Regions from separate parts of the Sus scrofa genome. Here region 2 is linked to region 1. Evidence: chromatin contacts called from public promoter capture Hi-C data. All regions are on one chromosome and are shown on one strand. The core of a region is the stretch at or near the end of the contact, and the rest is flanking DNA. Distances in the headings are between cores, read along the strand shown. Region 1 holds the start of RHOC (rho-related GTP-binding protein RhoC). Region 2 holds the start of CAPZA1 (F-actin capping protein subunit alpha 1).

What was found. Promoter capture Hi-C pulls out the DNA fragments that hold promoters and counts their contacts.
Region 2: a contact with region 1 is called in a promoter capture Hi-C map of liver, with 4 times the contacts expected there. A contact is called at or near these places in 3 of 5 promoter capture datasets (fetal liver, fetal skeletal muscle and liver), 17 of 47 Hi-C or Micro-C datasets (alveolar macrophages, blood, brain and 11 more) and 2 of 2 datasets of targeted methods (alveolar macrophages and skeletal muscle).

What each region holds. Positions count from the first base shown.
Region 1 is chr4:107,728,957-107,735,153 of Sscrofa11.1, forward strand. It overlaps RHOC (rho-related GTP-binding protein RhoC), which reads left to right and starts at 2,757. Exons shown (of 5, transcript XM_003125846.4): 1 at 2,757-2,898; 2 at 6,074-6,197. The coding sequence starts at 6,082.
Region 2 is chr4:107,818,278-107,824,474 of Sscrofa11.1, forward strand. CAPZA1 (F-actin capping protein subunit alpha 1) reads right to left here and starts at 3,529. Exons shown (of 10, transcript NM_001097454.1): 1 at 3,491-3,529. The coding sequence starts at 3,529. ST7L (suppressor of tumorigenicity 7 protein-like) reads left to right here and starts at 4,201. Exons shown (of 17, transcript XM_013988151.2): 1 at 4,201-4,435; 2 at 6,131-6,197. The coding sequence starts at 4,228.

The DNA of each region.
Region 1 (6,197 bases), core at 1,507-4,006:
TGGAGTTCCCGTTTGGTTTAGCAGTAACGAGCCGGACTAGTAACCATGAGAATGTGGGTTCGATCCCTGGCTTCGCTCAGTGAGCTAAGGATCTGGCGTTGCTGTGAGCTGTGGTGTAGATCACAGACATGGCTCAGATCCTGAGTTGCTGTGGCTGTGGTGTAGGCCGGCAGCTGCAGCTCTGATTAGACCCCTAGCCTGGGAACCTCCATATGCTGTGGGTGCAGCCCTAAAAGGCAAAACAACGGGGATGGGGGTGGGGGTGGAAAGAACTCCAAAACAGTCATAAAAATGTAACATTCCCAGGCTCGCTCTTCTGCCCTCTGCTCTTCCTGCTCCGCACATTCTCATCTGCTTCTATGGCTTCATTCATGTGCCGGCCTCTTCTAAGTCATTATTTCCAGCACAGACCTTTCCTGAGCTTTAGACCTACATATCCCAGTGGCCTCCTGAACATCTCCGAGACATTCCACAGGCACGTCAACTCAACGCTCCTCCAGCTGAATTGATCATTTCCCCCACAATCATATCCTCCTCTGGGTGCATCATCTCAGGGCTACCAGCTCAGCTACTCAAGTTAGAAACCCTGGAATTGGTCACATTTGGCTTCTGTTTCTTCCGCATCAGGAGAATCAATCACTAAGTATAGCTGATGATTTATTTTTAAATATATTTCCTTGGAGTTCCCGTCGTGGCTCAGTGGTTAACGAATCCGACTAGGAACCATGAGGTTGTGGGTTCAATCCCTGGCCTTGCTCAGTGGGTTAAGGATCCGGCATTGCCGTGAGCTGTGGTGTAGGTTGCAGCTCAGATCTGGCGTTGCTATGGCTCTAGTGTAGGCCAGCTGCAACAGCTCCGATTGGACCCCTAGCCTGGGAACCTCCATATGCCATGGGAGTGGCCCTAGAAAAGGCAAAAAGACAAAATATATATATATATATTTCCTATTTGTTCTTATAGTCACTGCCTTAGTCCTCTAGTAGATTAGCTGCCTAACTCTGTCTCCAGGTCACTTCCCTGCTTCCCCCAATACACAACATAAGTAGCAGCCAGGGAAATCCTTTCCACAGTGTGAATCCATCCCTCCAAGAATACTTCAGTGGCTCCTTACTGCACCTAGACCAAAACTGACATTCTCCTCCTGGGCACGGCATAGAAAGACCTTCATGATCTGTCCACGGCTTCCTTTGGTCCTGTCTCCCCCCTCCCTCCCACCCTCGTGAGGGTTCCATAACTCTCCAGGTCTGAAGTAGCTGCAGTTCGTTTGAAATCTACACATCGCCTTATCCTGAACACTTCACCTATCCTTCCACAGTCCACACACGCCCCCACTACAGTGCTTACCTCCTGTACTAAAACTGTCTCTATAAGGAGCTGGTACAGAATAACAGTTAAGAGCAGGAGCTTGAGAGTCCTGATGTTTGGGTCCTGGTGCCAAACCCATTACTAGGTCTGCCGTCTCTCTGAGCATGACGAAAGGAGTTCACGTATGCGGAGCCAGGTCCATGTAACAAGAGTTCAAAAGCCATGAGCTATCTTTAAGTTGTCTGCATTCTGAATTTAGATTGTACCTTCTTTGAAGGCAGAAATCGACCTCAACTGAGCACATAGCTCAATTTATTGAGTCAGCTAAGAGGCCTGGGGACCACACAGCTCTGGACCTCAGTTTCCTCATTTAGCAAATATATGAGTTGCTTTTCAGATCTTTAAGGTATGCTTGACTTCTAACATTCATTCATTCATTCATTGATTCATTCAGCAAAGATCTGTTGAAAACCTATTTACGTGCCACACACTGTGCCAGACAGGAGAGGCATAGATTGGAGGATCACAGTAGGCAACTGGGAGAGGGACCAGCTTGGAGCCAGACAGGGCTGACCAGGAAGTGCTTGCTCTGCCACATACAAATGGCAAATTTTGGGCAAGCCGCTTAACTTCCTTGAGCCTCAGTTTCCTTACAGGCAAAAGGGGATGGATATACTTATTCCGAAGATTTGTGATGAATGTTAAAAGCTATGTATTGTACGATCCCAAGCTAATAAAATGTGAGTAGACTTCCTCATCTTCCACCCACCTCCTCAGGCACCTTTCAGGGAAGGAAATACACCTGTTGGTAAACACCCGGTGCACAAGTCGAACCCGGCTAGGTGTCCCTAACAGCACAGAAATAATACAGTGGGGGCGAGAACTGAATTCAAAGCTGGGGATCCGGAAGGATTTCCAGGACTGCCTTTTGAGGGATGGGTAGGAGTTGGAAACTCCAGGCAGGGAGAAACGAAGGGAACTGGGAGGTGGAACCAGGTGCCTTGAATCTCAAAGGTTCTGAAAAGTCTCCAAGGCTAGAGGATGATAGTGGACTGTACTTACTCCGCAGTGATTCTAGGAACAGAGGGTGGGCATCTTCCGCGGCCCTCTCCTCGGGCGTCCCCAAAGACTCCTTTCTAGTCCCGCGAAGCCCCGGGTGGTGTAGACGCGGGTGGCCAGTTGGCCACAGGAGGGCAGCAGCGGCCCTTTCCTGACTCCACCCCGAGCGCCTCTCAACTTTCCCGATACCGGTTCTCCCCTAGGAGCTGGAAGGCGGGGCAGAGGCAGAGTCCTTCAGGGTCCCGTCGGCTGTGCCCCGCCGCCCACGCCTCCACAGCCTGGGCCTCTTTCCCGAGCCCCCGGCCGGCACCCGGGACCGCCCCCCCACCCCGGCCCCCGCGGCCTGCGCTCAGCGACCCGCGGGGGCGGGGGGCGGGCGGAGCCTAGGGCCGCCCGGCCCGCCCCTCCCCCTGCGGGCCCGCCCCTCCCGCGAGTCGCCCCTCCCGCCGCGGCGAAGAAGGAGGGCGGGGCGGTGCCCCTCGGGTCAGTCTGCCTCCGGCACCGGCCGCGCAGCTGGGAGCGGTGGAGCGGAAGGTACCTCGGGTTAGGGCTGGGGGCGGCGGGGTTGTCCTGGGAACTCGTCCCCGGCAGAGCACTTTCCCCCTTCTCCGCTTGGCCGGAGCTCGGGGCGCCGGCCGGGGAGGAGGGGCTTTGGCCCGAGTACGGGCCGCCTGCCCTCCCCTTGGACGCGGCGCCTGGGCGGCGCGGGGGTCGGCCGGGCTCGGCCCCTCCCTGCCCTCCTGGGCCGCCGTGAGGCGCCCCGGGAATTGCCCCGCAGGGCCTGTCGTCTCTTGGTGTCCAAGCCGGAGTCCCTTGCCTTCCCCTCCCGACTTCCCGGAACCTGCCCGGCCGGGCGAGGGGAAATGGGGCAACTTGGGTCTCTGCGAGGAAGCCCCAGGCCAGACGCTCTAGTTTCCAGGCCCGGCGGCCCGCTGTGGACCGGGGCTGGGGTGTGGGTCCCGGTCCGAGTCCGGATGGAGGAGGGAATTCCCCTCGCCGGGCTGGTGGAGTGGCGGGAATAGGGGCTGGGTGTGACCGTGGGGGCGGCCACTGTTCCGGGGGTCTGGCCGTCGCCCTAGATGGTTTCTGGAGTCGGCCTGGAGTGGGAGGTAGGGGAGATTGGGAAGGATCCAGCTCGTGCGTGTGTGTGTGAGTTCAAGAATCTCCTCCCTTCCAACCCCCCCACCCGCCTTCACACTTCCCAACCCGGCTAGAGAGTGTCCTGGGGGTTTGGGCTGGAGGCCCCAAGGCTGAGTCCTGCCATCACTTCTAGTTTTCACGTTCAGGAGGACGTATCTGATTTCTTCCCTGGACCTCAGGGGTGGCCAGCAGGGTACTGCAGCCCCTGGTTCATCTGGGAATCTACAGGATGGAGGAGAGGGCAGCTGTTTAGTCCCAAGGAAGGCCCCAGGAGTTCAGGTTCCATTCCAGTCCAGTGTGGGGTTTGGTTGCCTCTCTGAGGGTCAGTGGGGCAGTTCTTCAGGGGCCGCCTCTCACAGGGAGCTGTTGTCCTTGCCATCTTGGCCTTGGGCCTGGTGGCCTGGGCCAACTACTCTACTGAGCTTGAAGGGAAAGTCTTATGATTGAGCTGGGGGCTCCAGGTAATTTAATGCATGCTCTTGCCCCGGAGTTCTGGCCTCTGCCCCCCACCATCTGGTGCCACCTAAACTGTCCTGCTGGGGGTGGGCAGTGGCACATTCATGCCTAAGCAACTGGCAGTCACCCCAGTGGTGAATGCCCTCCAGCCCTCCATCAGCAGGGCCCTGCCCGGGTTGGGGCCACCCCAGCCTGTTTTCCCACCGCTGGACCAATGGAACTTGTGGGAGCAGGTAAGCGAGTTTTGGTCACCTGGGTAGAGTTTCCAGGGACACTCCCCCCTTTTCTGAAGGATGGTTTCCATTTTTGGAAGGGATCTGCTGGCAGGGTGAATGCCTTCTTGTTTGTCTTTTGGGGTGTCAGGGGGAGCCCCTGTTGTGGTGGGGAGAGTGGCTGTGCACTCTCAACTCCTATAAATTCCCTCTGACTCATATCCACTTCCCCTCATCCCAGTTGTGTGTGTGTGTGTGTGTGTGTTTGTGTAGGGGAGGGAGGCCACCCAGGATCCCACTGTGGAAGAAAACTTGTCTTGGGCTGGGATATTCGCCTCTTAAAAGACAGACCAAGGCAGGGGTGTGAAGTGATGCTGGTGTGGGGAGAGTGAAGGAGTTGAGTCTAGAACGACAGGATGTGGGACTGAGAGAAAAAGCCAGGTTTGGGGCAGAGATCGGGTTACCATCTCCTCCTTTCTTAACTGCTCCCTGCCTGGTTGGTGCTGGGACTCATTTGTCTCTTTTTTGGGGCTCCTCCCAGCACTGACTCTAGCCGCCCCCCCCAGCAGCCTCGACTTCATCTCAGCTCCAGAGCCCGCCCTCTCTTCCTCCCAGGCCTCAGCCTGGGAACTCCAGCCGGCTGGAGGTCGGCTCCTCTCCCCAGGGAAGGAGGAAGTGAGGCTCAGCTCAGGGGCAGGGAAGCTAGGAAGGTGTGATGAACTGTGCAGATGCTCTTTGGTGTGTGTCGGGGGCGGGAGACACTGGAAACCCCGGGAAGCTGACTCCTTGCCCTGAGTCACAGGGAGGGGTGGGCAGGGCCTTGGGGTGAGCTGGACAGAGGGGAGGAAGGGGCTGTTCCAGGGAGTGGGTGGAGGTGATTCCCTAGTGGATTATTCTCAGTCCCTCTGCTGTGGTAGATGTGTGGCTCCCTACAGTGTGGTCATTGTCCCCTGCCTGGGGCTGAGTGACCCAGTGTTGCTGCCAGGCCCAGGAGGAAGGGGGGAGGAAGGCAGGCTGCCCGAATGTGGGCTGTGGGCACTGCCCAGACTGAGCCTCCTTTGTGTGCCTTGGGGCTCTGGGGACCAGGATGGGGTGGGCCAGGGACACCGGCTGGCTGCTGCCACTGCCCTCCATCCGTCTGCTCTCCTTCCCACCTCTGGGGTGATATGTAGAGAAGGCAGCAGACTAGTGTCTCCTGCCCTGCTTTGACTGCCATCACTGCCACGGCTCCATACACATTGTCTTAAACCTTCTGAGCCACACTTTCCTAGTTTGTCAAAATGGGAAGCCCACTTTCAACCTTCCAGGCTTCTGGGGGCTGAGGGAGGTGATTTTTGTCAGTGCGCCCCCCCATAGTGCCTGGCACCCAGGGGCGTGGTAAATATTCCTTCCCTACCCACCCATATTGGTGGGGACTCTTGGTTTTTCTCTGGGCACGCATGACTGTGCTGAGTGAGGGACAGTGTGTTCTAGATTGGACATTTGAGATAATTAAATTTGAAAAGTATCAAGATCCTGGTAACAAATAAGTCTGACTTGATACCCTGCTATGTAGAGCAAATAAAAGCTGCTGCTTCAGACACCTGTCTAGGTGTCCAGGGGCCCACACTTGGTGAGTGGATTAGATTAGAACTCATGTTTTCTGGCTCCCAAGTGGGTGGTTCTTCCACCTCCCACTTCTGTGTTCTAACCCATGGGGGCAGGTCTGTCTCTGACCCTGAGATTAAGAATTTCAAGCTCAGTTGCTTCAACAATTGGTTCTTGGCAAGAAGGTGCCTGAGCAAAAAGCCCCTCTCCCTCCCTTCCTTCCGTGGTTTCCAGGGAGGTCTTGGGGGGCCCTAGAGACGTGTTTTTGGACTTCGTGGCTTTCCCCAACATCCCCACTGCCTCTTCTTTGCTAGCCCCAGCCATGGCTGCCATCCGAAAGAAGCTAGTGATTGTGGGGGACGGGGCCTGTGGGAAGACCTGTCTCCTCATCGTCTTCAGCAAGGATCAGTTCCCAGAGGTCTACGTCCCCACCGTCTT
Region 2 (6,197 bases), core at 2,279-4,778, 90 kb after region 1:
ATGGCAATTAAACTCACCTAGTAAATTAAGGAGGTAATACATAATCAAAGAAATCCAGTTTAGAAGTATAAATCTTTTTCACGACCTCTAACAGAGCCCTCAAATTTCTGCATCTTTTAACATTTTCCACATCTTTCCTAAATAATTTTGATAAACCTGTTTTTCAAAAAGTACCTTAAAGATGATATTGTCTAAATTTAAAGCACAGAAGATAATTTTTCAGTTATAGCATTTTTGAAGCTATACACAAATATTCTACTAGTTAGGCTAAAGAGGAAAAAAAATAGCACATTTTTCAGCCCTAAAATTATGTCTGCATTTATGTTTTTAAAATGTTGAATCATGAAATAAAGGAAACTGTGCAAAGAACCCAAACAAGTAATTAACTTCATAATTCAAGTTTCCTAATTATGGTATTTTTGTCATTTTGGTCTTGTTAAGCATTTGGAACCAAATACTAAAGAGTCTAAATAACTAGAGGAGTAGAGCTCATTCTCAGAAACTGAACTCGAGGATAAGACTAAAAGCATTTATTTCTGCAAGTTATTACACTTTCAACTTCCTGTTTTATTTAGGCAGCTCATCATGACCATTTCAGGTAACAATGCAGAAGTTAAAAAACCCAACTTCCTCTTTATAAAGTAATTAAAAACTATAGCAGTTAGTTATGAGAATGATTGACCTTATTAACTTTTATAGAAGTACTTGCAAGGAAATCAGAGACCATTGCCACCAAATTCACCTCTGGGTTCACTGCTTTCAGAAAACGTAACAAAAATAAAAAGCAGTATTAAAATGTATTTGGCATCATGACACACATGCATTAAAAAAATCCTATCGAATGCAGTTGAAGTCTTATTTAAAAAGAAAAAAATGAAAATGTTACAGTTCCTTCAAAGAAGAATCAACACAAACTAAGGCTGAAAATAACTTGTTTGTAATGGTGCCTTGGTTGTAAAAGTTTTCTACAACAAGAATCTCACTTAAGGGTCACTTGTTTATGAATGCTAAGATATTCATATCAGCAAGTCTTTTTGGAAAAATAATTTTTCAATTTTTGAATTCAGTTAAAAGGCATCAGGAGCCTGGAGGTAAAGAGGTCAAGGTAGGTTAGGTACAAAGCTGAAGAGGAATTAAAGTAACCTTACAAGTCAAAGCCCTTTCTTTTTACTTATAAAGAGCCACAACAGAGAAATACAGATCAGTTCATCTCTGGAAATAAAAACCTAACAAAATTTCAGTAATCTCAAATCCTATGAATTTATTATATGAGATTTTTAAAAAATCAGCTATTTTTAATTATCTACACTAACAAAGACAAGATAGCTAATCTAAAACTTGTGCACTGAATATGAAATTCATCAACATTTTCTGGCAGTAGATTTAACTTACTAATTACGATTTGCTTGCTCCATCATTACTAAAACTAAGCATTAAAAGAAGTATGCTGGGAGGTATCAGAAAATTGGTCACAGATCCGCTGTTATAAAATCAAAGCTATTAATGCTACTGATTTTAACACTGTCAATATCCAAAGATATCTTAATTTGCACTTTGAAACACATATTTTTTTCCCCAAGTTTAATTAAAAAGGCATTCTAGGAGTTCCCGTCGTGGCGCAGTGGTTAACGAATCCGACTAGGAACCATGAGGTTTCGGGTTCGGTCCCTGCCCTTGCTTAGTGGGTTATCGATCCGGCGTCGCCGTGGCTCTGGCATAGGCCGGTGGCTACAGGTCCGATTCGACCCCTAGCCTGGGAACCTCCATATGCCGCGGGAGCGGCCCAAGAAATAGCAAAAAAAAAAAAAAAAAAAAAAAAAAAAAAAAGGCATTCTAACACTGTTTCAAGAAGCAAAAACTCGACATTGGTAAACGTAGTATTGCTTGGGAACAGAATTGTTATCTAAATTCTTAGCGAAATTTTCCTGTAATAGCATTTTTGCTTAAGGTAAGTAGAGCATCGGCTGGGCTACCAAATGTTCTGTTAGCCCATGATTTTCTCTGTAATTTAATTTCATCTGACTCATAACTGCTTGCTTTAGAATAAACATTATAAATATTTTATTATAGTTTTCCCGGTAGCAATAAGTTCACATACAATATAAAATGCCCTTTTCCCCCAAATCTTATATATTTATGAGAATCAATTTCCAAGTAAGAGAAAAATCTAATGTTGAAGTGTTGTTCAATGGCTTCTGTTTAGCATATTCCTCAGCATTTCAAAATGACATGGTATATCTAAGTATGTCATACCAAATTGTTCTGTACTGACTACTCTTGGATGGTAAATAGTCCCCTTCTCATCCCAATCTCTCTTATTAAAAAAGGAAAGAGGCCAGATACATTTACAGAGCATTCAAGAGTGCACATTTTGTAAAAGCCACTGCGTGAAACAAGACATAATTCTTGTCCTGTTATGTAGTGAAATTACTGTAATTTCCAGAGGTTCTAAAATCTTTAACATAGTTACTAAAAGGCCTGACAAACTGTTAAGGTGTGCAGCTGTCAGGAAAAAAGTTATTCCACCTAAGGTAGAATATTCTCTTGTATTTAAGACACTTTTTAATAAGTAAGTGCACAAATTGCACACTCTCAAGTTCAACTATAATCAAAGACACCACAGTGGAGCATCAAAGAAGATGCTTTGTCCAGACTTGAATGTGTTAACATGAGTAGTATGTTCTACATAAAACCTTTGAGTTAAAGGGAAAAATCCGTTGGCTGTTCTTGATTTGTTAACAAAAAAATTTGAAAATTATTTTTCAGAAAATATCGTTAAGAGGATGTAAGAAGCAAGGGATGGAATCACGGGCGGGGGGGAAGCGTATACATACAATCCAGGGAGTGTCTACAGGGAAGTTCAAATTCTGAAGCAAATGTTCTGAGGCTCACACATTTATTACTGCCTATTAGTTCAGCCCATAGTATGTGGGAAGAGAGGTGTGTGTGGATAGTCAGCCAACATTTTAGGGACCTCTCCCAGTCGAGGAATCGTGACAGCAAAATCACTTCCTGAGGAAGGAGGAGTAAAGGGGAAGTTAAGAGGCCACCCCGACCAGGAAGTGACTCGCCCTAAACTAGCCCCAATCATACCTTAAAATGGGGGGATGGGGTGAGCCCCAACAGCTCAAGGCGGTAAAATAACTGCCTATGTCGCGACCATTGTCGCCCCCTCTCTATAATTACAAAAAAAAAAAAAAAAAAAGAGCCCATGGTCACGGTTCAATAACGGAGTCTCTTCTCTCGCAGGAAGGCCACTGGGCTGTGCCTCAGGCCCGGAGGAAAAGAGACTTGAGGAATGGGGAACTGGGGCCACCGTGAGGCAGAGGAAAGCCCCTCAAGAAGGAAGCGTCCCGACTGCGGAGAGCATATGCCAGCACAGGCCGAGAGGCTTCTTTCTCCTGGGGGCACAGCCAGGGTTCCCACGTCAGCCAGGTCGGGGCGCGGTTCCCTGTCGCGGGAGCAGGTGAGAGAAAGGCGGACCCCTTACCTTCTCCTCATCCGACACCCGATCCTCGAAGTCGGCCATCTTGGGCTGCTCTGGCTGAGCCGGGGCCTGGCGCGAGGCAGGCCGGGAAGGAAGCCGAGTGATGGAATCACAGCGAAAGCCGTCGGAAGGACCCGCCCGGAAACGCTGACCGCGAGGGCGCCATGTCAGTTACGGGCGGGGGGATGGCTTTGGCGCCGGGACTCCAGTAAGTCGGCTTGCCTAAAATAACTTTAAGTCTAGTATCTTTCGCACTGAGTTGCATTCATTTCCCCATTCATCTGTGGGACGCTAGGTGCGTGTTTCGACTGGTATTGGCGCCCACGCTCCAGCTGACCAAACGGCAGTTGCTGCTCCGGTAGATTTTCCCAGTACCAAAGCTATCCATGCAGCCGAGTCCAAAGGGCTGAGTACTGCTCGGACTCTGAAACGGTCGGTGGCTTTTCAACCCCAGGGATGGGGTGAATCGTGACTCACTCGTATGGAGGCAAAACACTTCACTTCGGGGTCACATCTCCGTCCAATAGCTGCCGCTATCCGGCCCTTCCCGCCCTCGGAAGGAATAGGTAGCCCTATTTTGGAACACTCCTCCACCTTCCAAATCTTCTCGGTCCTGGCTCCCTGGGGCTCTCAGCCTTCACGGAGGCCAACTTCAGGTCCTCCACTATCCCAGGATTCCCGACTCCCGGTTTCCTGCCCTTCTAACCCTCCCAACTCGCGGCGCCTGCGAGAGCGGCAAGATGGCGGACGGTGACGGCGTAGGTGAAGCAGCAACTGCTGCGGCATCTCCTCCAGCACCTGCTCCCGGCCTGAGCCCTTCGCTGGGCTGGAGGGAGCGGCTACGCGCCGGCCTGGCGGGCACTGGGGCCTCGCTGTGGTTCGTGGCGGGGCTGGGGCTGCTTTACGCTCTAAGGGTCCCGCTGAGGCTGTGTGAGAATTTGGCAGCGGGTGAGAGGCCCAGAGCTCCCCGAGGGCGGGAAGGGGGCCAGGAGAGGTGCGGGGGGCGAGGACCAAAGGGCAGAGATTCTCAATAGTTTTTGGAGGGCTTCGTAGAATGAGCCGGTGAGCGAGTGGGTTCTTTTTCTCTTGGGTCTCCGCTTCGCAGCTGATTGTCAAACCTGAGCTGCAGCTACCGGCTCCTCCCTAGAGCTCTTGAAGTTCCGCCCTCTCTCGTCAGTTGTTCACCCGAGCAAAAACGCACCTGAAAAACTGTAAGCTTCAGGTGGTAGGACAGATGAGAGCGTTTTCAGACTTGGATGCAGAATTTATAAACACCCATCACTGGTAGGATGCCTTGAAAAAAGTTCCTTTAATTCTCCTGCCGCTCAACTGAGAATCCATATACCCAGACAACAAAAATCTAAAAGAAAGAAAACACCACGATCCTAGCCAACCATTCTCATGTTTTAAAATAGTTTTGTCAAGAAATTGTTTTCGTGCTGTTTTTGTCCGTTCTGTTTTAGGCTTTATCTTGAGTAATAGAATAGAATAGTACAGGAAGTCAAAAGAAAAAGAGCCACAAACAGCAGTGGGTTCTTAGTTCTTTCGACATTTGTGGTGCCGACAGAAGACGTGTAAGAGGTGATGATCGCTTGGATTCTGCAAATATTATTCTTTAGCTGTAGCCAGGAAAAGTGGATGGGAGCCAGGGCCTTTTTTTATGTCATTACAAGTTGGCAACCTCAGATTAAGATGGAAGTATTTCTGTTTTGTGAGGATTGTGACTGACAGCACCGTAGTTTATTTTTCTGTAGCAAGAGAAGGCAAATGTCTCCTTTTCAATCGAAAGACTGTGAGATAATGTTCTGAAATATTTCGGATTTTTTAAGAAATAGTATGGAAATTCAGATACAACTAACACTAAAACATAATAAATTGGCCTTCTTAGAATGAAAAAGCTAATTTGATGTTTCTGTTACAGGTTAATGAAGTTTTGTGGTTTGTACACTCAGTGAAAAGTTCCTTATTGAGTATATCGGTTTTATTTTATTTTATTTTATCTTATTTTACATATTAACTAGATACACCATTTAGATGAGAGTCAATGACTTTATAGATTTCTATTTATTTCTAAAACCCAAAGTGTTTATGAGATAGTTATTTGAAGTGAAGAATCTGGTCCAGGTTTTCAGTGAATCAGGTCTGGGAGCTCCTTAGTTTGTTGCTATTCTCTTTAGGCTCTTTTGCTTCTCTAGCTGACATACCAAATACACTGTTTCCTTCCCTCTAATTTGAAACACTGGTTTGTATTTAACCAAGATAATTAGGGAGTAGTTTTAAACCTTTGTAACAGGATGTTGGTTTAGCTTATCCTCATGGAATTGCAAAGGTTCTTGTGTAAATTATGATTTGTATATTCTTGGTTTTATTCTCAAAAGCAAGGTAAATTATCTAATTTGCTTATTTAACAAATCAGCTTATTTAACAGTCAGTGTAAAATCCTATCCTTACATATGTGAAGGCAAGTTGAAGATATGATACAGTGAGAATTTAAAGTAGTTTTTAAAAAATTACAACTTTCTCAAATCTCATACTAGATATTAATAATACTCTTCTTCCTCCACGCAAAGACACCCACATATTTGTAACTTGAGTACGTCGTACTTTTTTAAACTTTAATTTTTTTTTTTTTCTTTTTGGCAGTGACAGTCTTTTTAAATTCATTGACACCCAAATTCTATGTGGCACTTACAGGGACATCTTCTTTGAT